2 separate regions of the Mus musculus genome follow, and region 2 is linked to region 1. Evidence: chromatin contacts called from public HiChIP or PLAC-seq data. All regions are on one chromosome and are shown on one strand. The core of a region is the stretch at or near the end of the contact, and the rest is flanking DNA. Distances in the headings are between cores, read along the strand shown.

The links. HiChIP or PLAC-seq counts read pairs in DNA pulled down with a chosen protein or histone mark.
Region 2: a FOXA1 HiChIP or PLAC-seq map of pancreatic cancer cells shows a contact between it and region 1. The contact joins two enhancer-like sites. A contact is called at or near these places in 1 of 115 datasets of contacts at active chromatin or transcription factors (pancreatic cancer cells) and 2 of 9 other capture datasets (embryonic stem cells and embryonic trunk).

The regions. Positions count from the first base shown.
Region 1 is chr5:28,564,390-28,570,555 of GRCm38.p6, reverse strand. 9530036O11Rik (RIKEN cDNA 9530036O11Rik) reads right to left here. Exons shown (of 7, transcript NR_015562.2): 2 at 6,087-6,166. Among named protein-coding and RNA genes, the nearest start is that of Shh, 100 kb to the right of the region's middle. RefSeq lists an enhancer at 6,108-6,166. Within about 2 kb of position 4,230, at least 11 of the 459 cell types and tissues checked have an H3K27ac peak or open chromatin away from gene starts, as enhancers often do. A contact at or near this core is called in pancreatic cancer cells, where this site is marked.
Region 2 is chr5:29,304,963-29,311,068 of GRCm38.p6, reverse strand. All of the region lies in intron 5 of Lmbr1 (limb region 1), which reads left to right. Among named protein-coding and RNA genes, the nearest start is that of Gm42244, 34 kb to the right of the region's middle. Within about 2 kb of position 1,693, at least 13 of the 459 cell types and tissues checked have an H3K27ac peak or open chromatin away from gene starts, as enhancers often do. A contact at or near this core is called in pancreatic cancer cells, where this site is marked.

The sequences.
Region 1 (6,166 bases), core at 2,981-5,480:
CTGCCTGATTCAGACTGACATGCCATCCCATAGGCCTGCACATTCTGAGAAACTCTGGGTCAATAATAACACCCACTTGTTTCCAAACTGCACAGCTTCATGAAAAGCTATTCCTTATTTTTTTTCTCCTTCCCTACCCAATTCAACCTCCTGCATTGGGCTATCATGCTGCATAGCCCCAGTCTTCCTTGGCCACTCACCAGTCAGATTGGGAGCCTTGCTATATACGTGGTACACTGTTATATTCACAGTACCCAAGGATGAGCAAGAGAAGTTGGGGGACCTTTCTACAAAGGGACCCTTTTCTTTCTTAAGTTTCTTTTGCTGTGTATTTTTGTCACAGCAATGAAGGGGAAAGCAATAAAGAAGCAGGGAGGTTAGGTATGTTGGAGGCAAGGTGCACCAGGGAGTAAAATGAAGGATGAGGAAAGCCCTCATCAGCCAGGGAAAGCGTTCTACTTTAAACCGCCCATGACCATCGAAGCCTAGGAATCAAAACAGCAAGAGGACCCAAGGACAGATCCAAAGAAGGACCAAACTCACTCCAAGAATAGACCCAAAGAACTGCCCGTGTGAGTTGTGGAGTCGGTCTTGCATAGTTCAGAATCAGAATCCACAAAATTGACCAGACTTGAAAACACGGGGGAACTCTATGCAGACCAAAAATAGGCTGCTTTTCTTGTCATTGTTCTCTAAACAACCCATTAGACTATAACTTATATGACACTTGAATCATATCTGGCATCACAGGCAAGCTAGAAATGACTTTAGTAGATGAGGATGTGTGTGCTATTTGATGAGATCTGCAGACTTTGGTGTTCATGAGGATCCCGGGACGAATCCTTTAGCAGATCCCATGGCACAGCTTTTAGGAAGACTCTGTGGCCCAGTGAGTGAGGCATCTGTGTTGTTTCTTATTGCTGCTTTAAGATGCCCGTAGGAACTTACTAGCTTAGAGCATGAATTAATTGCCATGCAGGCCCAGAGTTTGTCTTTCGTGGACAAGGTCAGAGTGTCTGTGCTGCTTCCTCCTACAGGCTGCAGGAGGACATCCCTGCTCCCCATCCCCTTAAGGGTCCAAAGTCACCTGCTGGCTATTCTACATTTTCTGATCTCTTCTGTCTTCAGAACAATGAATGTCTCTGATGCTCACCATATCCTGTTTCGTTTTTTCTCTTTCTTTCCAGGGAACATTTGGCTTTCAGTCCATGCTAATTACCAGTCTGGGCTCCTCCCACAATCACCTGATGAGTAGCCCTAAGTCCTCTCTGTCACACAGTCCAACAGAGATGGAGACTCACTAGGCTTCTTCCACTGGAATGTCGCCTGACCTTGGAGGGTGTATGGAATAAGACTCCACGATCTCCTCATTCTTGCATCTTTCTTGCCTTTAAAACCAGTACAACGTAGACTGTTACCAAGGTCTGCTTCCCTGAAGACAACACAAGCCGCATGCTGCTCCAGCTGGCCTTTCCCCTAGGCTCTTTCAGTTTTTTGCCACATTTGCTACTATCATACCCCTAAGGCCACTCAAGGGCTCTGTCTTCTACCTCTTTGGAACCTGTTCAGAACAGCTCTCAACAGGAGCTCAAGCTAAGATCCACAGTGCAGGGGTTCCACCCACCCTTGCTACTCAGGAAAAGGATAACTGCTCCTTGTGGTGAGGAGGGAGTGCCAAATGGTATCAGTGTGGTCCGTGCACTGTTGGCTTGCTCTCTGGGCCCACCTCTCCTGATAAATTCTGGATGTCAGAGATGAAGGCATATTGAAGATGAAGGAGACTTCCCAAGTGCCAGAGCTTGATGCACTCTGCATCTATGAGCCTGTGAGGCTGACTCTGTGCAGGCCATTAAACAGACAAGAAAGATAAAGCCAGACAAAACTGGAGTGTCTAAATCCAAGTTGCTGCTGTGCCCCAAGCTTCTGAAAGGGCAGCAGTTACCTAGGTAACTTGTAAAGGAAGGCCACTCTCTACATCCATCACCTTCCTAGTGGTTACTAAGGTGACAGCTGGGAAATGCACTCAGATAACATAGAGGCAAAAGAATGTATTATTTCTTTTAAGGGAAAGAAGTCCTTGTTATCAGCCCTCCAGTTTGACTGTTCCTCTAGGCTGTGCAGCTTCTCTCAGCCACCCAGCCGCCTTCTGTGTGTAGGTAGTCTGCCACATTCTCCCTTCCCTTATGACACTCCTGCAAGGCAGCCATGCTGCCATGTTGCATGGGGGTGTGACTTTACTCAGTCTTCTGTCACCTCCTTGGGGATTTCCACAAACAGCCTCAGGAGCAGCTGTACCAGGAAAGGCCAGATGGAGGAGATCCTCCTCCCCGGGGAACTGCAACACACCTCTAGACAAAAGAGTGGGGTGAACAGCTACTACCTCACCCAATCCGCATACCCTGACCCTCTCTACTCCCAGTGCATCAGACAAGGAAGCAGGTGGTAGCCTTACAGGGTCAACAGGGTGGGAGCCAGCCAGCTAACACAGTCTGGGATCTGCCTATGGACAGATGCCATCCACTGTGCTATGTGCTATGTGCTATGTGCTATGTGCTATGTGCTATGTGCTATGTGCTATGTGCTATGTGCTATGTGCTATGTGCTATGTGCTATGTGCTGGCTCCTCAGGCACACATTCCCAACAGCAGCTTAGGGGTTTGCCTGCCATGCATTGTGATTTAGACTCCTACAGGCTTTGAATGGGACAGATAGCAAAGCTGAGCATTGAAAAAAGCTGGCACATGGGACTCATATTATGCTGGGAGAAAGTAGGCTTCCATGCTCAGACCTTCCAAGCAGTCCTCGGCCAGAAGGTCACCCAGCAGTGTGACTAAGCCAAGGCAAGTATGGGTGAGCTATAAGTCTCCGGGAAATGAAGATCCCTTTGTTGTCCAGCCTGGAAGGTCACATGCTGCCATTTGAGATTGCCTAGACAAGCAGAGTATCCACCCCTACAAAGGTGACAGCACTGGGGACCTAAGTCAGCATTGCTGCCATCGGCTAAGAATGCAGCATTGAGCAAAGGCACAGCATTCGATCACACACAAATGCCATTGTGATCACAATGGCCTACAATAAAGAGGTGCTTGTTTGAAAGGCCACAGACCAAGCTGGCCGAGAAGGACAAGTGGCCCCAGCAAAGTACCAGGCCCTTGACTTCACAGAGCTGCTGACCCTCAGCTTCTCCATAGTGAGTAAGGTACAGATCATTTCCTTGTGCAAGACACTTGTGTTCTACTGTGGCTTAGCATACTGACTTGACAGACAAGCAGCCAGGTTCCAGAAGACTGGTCACTGTATGTCCCTCAGTCAATCACCACACGGCCTTGTTCATTTCAGGGACAGGGGCCATAGAGAGACAAAGAGACACAGACATCTGTTTGTAGAGACCTTACTGGATGCATGTTGTTGCAACTCAGTCACAAGTCTGAATGAGGCAGATCTCATGGATCTGTGTTGTCCATTGGACTTCATGGAGGCAGCCTTATGCTTAGAGACACTGGGTGGAACTTGAACTTGTGCCAGGGCCATTGACAGCAAAATCACCAAGGAAAGGAAAAAATGCATAAATAATGACACCACACAGACCTGGACAAGTATGCTTATCTTCAGTGTAAGCAAAGGCAAGCAGTCAGGGCTTCTGAAACTTTGTCCCACCACAGCTAGGATCACATGTGTCTGTCACTGGAATTTTCCAGCACTTTGTATCTGAAAATCTCCTCAAAGGTACTGGCTTATAGATTGAGGAAATATTTGGAGAGGTAGGTGCGTTCACTGAGGCCCTTGTTTCTCTGGCTTTGAGTTGAAAGTATAATGTAAGTCTATCAGGGCATCTGAGCCCTTCATGATATTCCAAGTATAGAGAAAGATTCCTTCTGCCCCTCTGAAGTCAAGGGTTATAGCAACACAAAAGCAGCGGATATGGGCCTGACCAGATGTTTGGGAGAAGTTAGGAGAGGGCAAAGTCTTTGTTTGCAAGCCTGGATGAGCAATGTTGAAAACGAAGCTGTCAGGTCAGGATGCATAGCCATAGCAGGACACAAGTGTCTTGCACAAGGAAACAGGCAACATCTTACCCAGTACAGAGAAGCTACAGTTGCCTAAGCCAACTGTTCAAACCTATCACCTAGAACCAAGACTTCTGCTGGTCTTTGTGTCACTGGTCTGGCAAAGGCCCTCTCTTTGTTTAGCAAGGAGCCTTACTCACCAATATGGTCAGATGTTTGAACAGGCTGAGTGGGTGTTCGGTAAACCCTGATAACAGGGCAATCATATTTTGGTGTTCTGGGTCTGCCTGGCAGGCTGAGGTGGCATGGCCCCTCCCTATGGACTGGTTGGCAAACATCTGCTCCCAAAGCCCAGACAACCTGGAATTCAGACACTATAGGCTCCCAGTACTATGAAACCTGTAGGTAAGTCAGCCAAGTCCTAGGGAGAAAAGTCTAGACTGGAGCAGCATGTGGGTGATGTCTCTGTTACTGTGACATTTAGTTCTGGGAAAGGTTCTGAATCTCTATTTCACACACCTCACAAGAAGATGTCCGCTGCTAACTCTCAGATGCTAACAGTCATGTGTGAGAAACAAGCAACTCTTCAAGGAAAGTCTTCCAACTGACTCATCTTCTGGACACTCTGTGGTTTGGCTACATTGCTGTGACCAAATACCTGACAGAAAGAATTCAGGAGACAAAGGGTTGATTTGGGCTCACAGTTAAAAGCAATAGAGGCATCTGGTATCTATACCATCATGGCTGGAAAGGTACAAAGGCGAGAGCATGAGGCACCCAGTCACAATGAATCCAGTCGGGAACATAGTGAAACAGGAAGTGAGACAAGGAAGATGCCCAACCTCAGTGGCTCAGGTCCTCTAGCTAGGTCCCATATTAAGGCCGCACCCATCGGGAAACCTAACATTGTAACAGAAACCTACCATATCCAAACCACATCATGAAAAGAGGTGGCCTTTCTAGGGAGAACACAGTACTCAGCTCCCATGTAAGCAGAGACAACCTCCTAAGCATAAGTTTTCTCACTGCCAAGTGAACATGTACACGGCAGATGACAGGGATGGTGGAATGACTGCTGGTACCCAGAGCCCTAGCCACCATCACAAAAGTCAAGCTGTGCCACCTTGGGGTTTCCACACTTGGTAAACAGCAGTATGTTCTGCACCACACAAGACTGGGCTCTCCCTTTCAAACTACACTTGTCAATTTCCTATGAAATAACACACCAGGCATTTTTGAGCCAGTGAGACTGCATGGCCAAGTGCAGGATGGGGCTAGCTAGGCACAGATGACAAAGGTGGTGAGAGGTTGGGAACCCCAGTCAGAAACAAGCTCCTATGTAGTTTCCTGGACCCCTAGACTCAGAGAGACTAGACCGGTCCATCTCTAGATTGCACAGGTCAAGGGAAGCCAGACTAGGAAAACTTCTTTGCCTCTTCTAGTCTTGTGTCTAGGGTAACACACCAGAAAATGCTGTCAAGGAGAGCAGAGGGTCTGTGTTTTATTGTTACTTATCAGGGACAGTCCCTTTGAACTCTTTAGAAACAATCTGGCCATGAAGCAGAGGTTACAGCAAAAATAGAGAAGGCCATCATAGAAATAAAAATCAAAACCACAGTAGATACACCATACTATTACAATAACTGTATCAAATATGTATGGTGACCACTGTTGGCAAGGATATGACTAAGAAGAATCTCTTACACTATTGGTGGGAGTGAAACCAACACTAGCAATGTGGACTAACATGGAAGTGCTTGCCACCATCCTTCGGTCTCTCTCCTAAGCATACCTAAGGGACAACTGTCCACCTATGCTCTCTGGAGCATTATAAGCTAATTGCAAGAAATGTAGACATGTCTGTTGACAGATGACCAAAATAAAGTGAGGAAATTACACACACTAGATTATGCACCAGTGAATGGATGAAATCCTGTCATTTGCAGCAATACTAGTGGAAATAAGGAACATGATGCTAAACACAATAAGCCACACACAGAAATAGATCTTGTGTGCTTGTCTCTTCTGTGGACACTACAGCAGTTGATCTCATAAAGTTGAAAGTAGAATGACACTTACCACAGCCTAAGGCAGAGATGGGAGAACTCAGCCAAGGAGGACCATGTTTATTTAGATGAGAAGAGGAAGACGTGCTGGGC
Region 2 (6,106 bases), core at 444-2,943, 740 kb before region 1:
AGTATTCTATCAGTGTTATTAGAAAACTCTAAGTCAAGGAACTAGTATAAAAGTTACTGAAAAGTATTAAAATATTATCTAACATATAAACTAACTGAACATATAATACTACAGTGGCTTATATAATGTATATTTAAGGCAGATTTTGGGTGTTTCTTTGATATAATGTAAAATTCATACTGTTCAGTACAGTTAACTTGGTCCTACTTGTGCTGTCTACTGTCCCTTAAATCAATTGTGGTTGAAAACTCAGGACATGACAATAAGCAGACAGAGCGTTCTTTCTGACTTTTCTGTATCTGTATTGTTAGCTTCTTTCTTGGTAATTTGATAGTTGACTTAGCTCTAAAAATGCTGTTTTCCTTTCAAAGCAGGTGTGTATTCTATTTCAGTTATTTACTTTTTCCATGAGTTCTGTAAGGATCTAATATTTATATCTATTTTAGCTAATTTTGTAGAGTGATTTAAAGAGCAAATTATAGTTTTTATTTATATTACTGTCCAGTTTTCCTATAAACATTTATACGTCACTCCTGACTTTTATTTCTTAATGTTAAATTCTTATTCATATTAAGACATATTTTGAGGCTCTTGGCTCATAAGCTTAGAACATTAGGAATCATCACTAACTCTTTTTTCTTTTCTTTTCTTTTTTTTTTTTTCTTTTAGTCTATGATTTCCTGGCATTTTTCCACAAACTCATTCCCATCTACTTTTTGTCTCTCCGGGCTGTTATATTTTTTCCAGGCATAATGAGATAGATGCAGTTCAGACTACTGACTGCTCATACAGATGCTGCATTCAGGGCTGAAAAAGGGTAGAGTAATTGGTTCTATGCTGTGTATTTTCTCCCCTTTAGTGTGTGTGTGTGTGTGTGTGTGTGTGTGTGTGTGTGTGTGTGTGTGTTATCATCCCAAAGCTGCACCTCTGGTTCCTTTTTATCTCTTGCTTGGAGTACTATTGGTCTTTATCTGGGACATGACAGCCATAATTCCATGCTAACTTTTGTGTTCTGTCCTTGTTTCTGACTCAGAAAAGATTCATGTCCTCTATTTGAATCTGCTCAGATTTCTCCTCCAAAGATGGGTATAGGGTTTTTTCCATCTCTTTCCCTTTTTTACTGCTTTGGCATCTCATGACCTTACTACTCTCTTTAAGGAAAGGGTTTTTAATCTACTCATAACTGCTGAGACTCCAAAATGACACACTATAGAGCAAGTTCTTCCTGAGTGCACCTGGGCTTCAGAGCCTTCAGGTTCACTTCCCTTGTGCTGTTTGGCTTCCTTGGACACACTCACAAAGCAAATGGTTTTAGATAGTTCTCTTGTACATATTGACAAATGTCTTGTTTCCGTTAATATTTTATTTTTTAGGCAATATTCTCAAACACACAATTCTGCTTCAGCATTTTAGGTGCTAGGATTACAGGCCTCTGGTACATCTGAGAACATTTTAATTTAAATGCTTTATAGAAAGTCAGTTAAATTATGTTTCATGTCATTCATTGTATTTGTGTTACTGTACGTTGGTTAGTAGTGTGAGAATATATCATTTGTCTTCCCCACTGTGGAAGTTTGAACAAGAATGACCTCCTTAGGCTCATATAGTTGAATGCTTAGTCATCAGGGAGTGGCAATACTTAAGAAAGATTAGGAAGGGTGGCCTTGTTGGGTCGATGTGTCCTTGTTGGAGGAAGTGTGTCATTAGGGTGGCTTTGAGGTTTCAGATGCTCAGGGTTAGGGCAAGATAGTCTGTACAGAGAAGCAAGCCCTGATCCCATTAGATCCACCAACACCAGAGCTAAGAGATAGTAAAGAGAGTAAACCGCTAATCAGAACTTAATATTGAGTTTTTTCCCTTACTCCAGCCAGAACAAATATGATTAAGAGAAAAAACCAAAACAAAACAAGTACTGTTGAGAATGAGAGGAAAGGGGAACGCTTATATAATACTGATGAGAATTTAGTTAGGCTAGCCACTCTGAACATTAGTATACATTTTCCTCAAAATGATCTATCAAACTATTATATGATCTAACAACAATTCTCCTGGAACCCAAAGGCTCTAGGTTGCTGAGACACTTCATTTTCATTGTAGATTTGATGATTCTCCAGGACTGTGGAAATGCACCTTTAGGTGTATCTTTTGAGGATGTTTGCAGAAAGGTTTAACTGAAAAGGAAAACTGCCTTATATGGGAACGGGAAGATTAGTGGGAAGGGCTGCAGAAGAAAGGTAATGAAAATGTCTTGGTGAAGTCCATAGCTACATACAATGAATATACACCAAGAAAACTGAAAGCCAACAGGATAAGTGTTTATAAATACATAGATAAATAAAACAAGCATTTGAGAAAATCCACCTAGCAAGCTTTATATCACCTTCACGCATGGTAGAGCAGTGGTTCTCAACTTGTGGGTCATGGCCTGAGGATTAGATGACCCTTTCACAGGGGTTGCCTAAAACCTTTGGAAAACACAGATATTTTCTTTTTTTTTTAACATTTTTAAAAAATAATTTATTTTTTGAGATTATGATATAGTTACATTATTTCTCCCTTCCTGATTCTTCTTCCAAACCCTCCCATATACCCCTCCTTGCCCTGTTTCAACTTCATAGCCTCCTTTATATTAAGTGTTGTTGCATACATACATACATACATACATACGCGTGCGCACACACACACACACACAAACACACACTGCTAAATGCATAAATATAACCTGCATAGTCTATATACTGTTACTTTTCAGTATGTTTTCAAGGCTGACCAGTTGGTATTTGCTAATTTTTTTTTAATTAGGTATTTTCCTCGTTTACATTTTCAATGCTATCCCAAAGGTCCCCCATACCCACCCCCCCCCAATCCCCTGCCCACCCACTCCCCCTTTTTGGCTCTGGCGTTCCCCTGTACTGGGGCATATAAAGTTTGCAAGTCCAATGGGCCTCTCTTTGCAGTGATGGCCGACTAGGCTATCTTTTGATACATATGCAGCTCGAGACAAGAGCTCCGGGGTACTGGTTAGTTCATATTGTTGTTCCACCTATAGGGTTGCAGTTCCCATTAGCTCCTTGGGTAATTCATTATGATTCAGAACACTGGCAAAATTATAGTTATGAAGTAGTAACAAATAATTTTATGGTTGGGGTCACCATAAAACTAGGAAGTGTATTAAAGAGTCATAGCATTAGGAAGTTTGAGAAACACTGTGTTAGAGTAATCTGAAAGGAGAGAACTACAATTGAGAAAATGCCTTCATAAAATCATGCTATAGGGGAATATCTTAATTACTGATTGTTAGGGGAGGGCCCAGCCTATTGTGGGTAGTAGCATCTCTGGGCTGGTGGTCCTGGGTTGTATAAGAAAGCAAGTTGTGGTGGTTTGAATATGCTTGGCTCAGGGAGTGGCACTATTAGGAGGTGTGGCCTTGTTGGAGGACATTTATCATTGTGGGCATGGACTTTGAGACTCCTTTGCTAGTTGTCTGGAAGCCAGTTTTCTCCTGTTTGTCTATGGAACAAAAATGTAGAACTCTTAGCTTTTTCAGTGCCATGCCTGCCTAGATGCTGTCATGTTCCTGCTTTGATGAGCTATGATGATAGTGGACTGAAATGCTGAACTTGTAAGCCAGCCCCTATTAAATATTGTCCTTTACAAAAGTTGCCTTGGTCATGGTGTTTCTTCACAGCAATGAAACTCTAAGACAGAAGTTGGTAGAGGGAGTGGGATATTGCTGTGATAGGCCTGACCATGTTTTTGTTTGGAGGAAGGTGGATTTTGGGACTTTGGATTTGGTAAGAAGTGGAATGCTGTAAGTGGGGCTTAATGGACTGTCCTAGTAGGAATCTGGAAGACATTGGTACTGAGGGTGATTTGAACTGTGCAGACCTGGCACAAGAGGTTTCAATGGAGAACAGCATTAGTGTGTGATCTCCTTGAACACAGGATTCAGTTCCGTTACACTTCCTGGTATCCCTTTATCACTTCAACTATGCATATCATATTCTTCCTTTCTCAGCTTGCTCCTTTTCATTTAAATTTAATTTAAGCCTAGAGTCTGTTTTTGTAATATTTTGGTGAAGAACATGGCTATATTTTGCATTGTCCGAAGAGTTTGCCTGAGGTGGAGGGATTTAGCTTAATTTCTCTGACAAAGGAAGTCTCAAAATAGCCTGATATAAATTCCATTGTGTGTTGGTTACTAATGTTCATTCTTTTTTTTTTTCTTCCATTTTTTATTAGGTATTTAGCTCATTTACATTTCCAATGCTATACCAAAAGTCCCCCATACCCACCCACCCCCACTCCCCTACCCACCCACTCCCACTTCTTGGCCCTGGCACTCCCCTGTACTGGGGCATACAAAGTTTACGTGTCCAATGGGCCTCTCTTTCCAGTGATGGCTGATTAGGCCATCTTTTGTTACATATGCAGCTAGAGTCAAGAGCTCCGGGGTACTGGTTAGTTCATAATGTTGTTCCACCTATAGGGTTGCAGATCCCTTTAGCTCCTTGGGTTCTTTCTCTAGCTCCTCCATTGGGAGCCCTGTGATCCATCCATTAGCTGACTGTGAGCATCCACTTCTGTGTTTGCTAGGCCCCGGCATAGTCTCACAAGAGATAGCTACATCTGGGTCCTTTCAATAAAATCTTGCTAGTGTATGCAATGGTGTCAGCGTTTGGATGCTGATTATGGGGTGGATCCCTGGATATGGCAGTCTCTACATGGTCCATCCTTTCATCTCAGCTCCAAACTTTGTCTCTGTAACTCCTTCCATGGGTGTTTTGTTCCCAATTCTAAGGAGGGGCATAGTGTCCACACTTCAGTCTTCATTCTTCTTGAGTTTCATGTGTTTAGCAAATTGTACCTTATATCTTGGGAATCCTAGGTTTGGGGCTAATATCCACTTATCAGTGAGTACATATTGTGTGAGTTCCTTTGTGAATGTGTTACCTCACTCAGGATGATGCCCTCCAGGTCCATCCATTTGGCTAGGAATTTCATAAATTCATTCTTCTAATGTTCATTCTTATGAAGTACATTTAATGAAAAGGAGCAAGCTGAGAAAGGAAGAATATGATATGCATAGTTCAAGTGATAAAGGGATACCAGGAAGTGTAATGGAACTGAATCCTGTGTTCAAGGAGATAAACAGGTTAAGGGAGTGGTGATCTCAGGGTAAGAGCCAACCTAGTTAAGTTTATTCTTTGTGTTTGTAGTTGAACAGTGAATTGTTATGTCATGTTAGGTGTTATGACCTGAATTGTTTTCATTTGGAGTTTTAATTTGGAATGAACTATAATCCAGAAATGAGGGGCACACTTGCCATCCAGACCTTGAGTCTGGAAGACACAGGCTTTTTTGATCCAGATCTTGAGGAATCATGGCCATGAAAAGCTTTGGGCCAGGCAAACAGATCTCTGAGTTCAAGGCCTGTCTGGGACAGAGCAGGTTCCAGGTAAAGGGAAGCTTAAGTCCAGTCATGGTGGTACATATCTTTACTCCCAGCATTCAGGAGAAAGAATCATACAGATCTCTGAATTCAAGATCAATCTATGTAGCAAGTTTCAGGACAGCCACGCTTAGACAGTTAGAGCATTAGAAAACAGAAAGCTGGTGGTAAATTAAAAAAAACAAACAGGCCATGTTCCAGCTCCAGTAAGCAACAGAACTTGGCAACTTCGGCCATGTGGCTCTGGCTTTAGAATCAGGAGTAGAAGGAGACTACTGGGACAATTGGTGATGCTGGTTAGCTGGATCTAAGAAATTAGTGGTGATTAAGAAGAAACCAGCGCCGGGCAGTGGTCGCACACGCCTTTAATCCCAGCACTTGGGAGGCAGAGGCAGGTGGATTTCTGAGTTCGAGGCCAGCCTGGTCTACAAAGTGAGTTCCAGGACAGCCAGGGCTACACAGAGAAACCCTGTCTCAAAACAAAAACACAAAAGAAGAAACCAGCATCACTGAGGTAAAATTTTCTGGGAAGTGTTTTCTGAGAGCACAGAGAAGATATGTTCCAGAGATATCTAAGGTTGTACCTCATGCTGCATGGAAATGTGTAACAATCACTGAGGTTGGTACTGCTTTTGAAGACATGAAGGGGTCAGT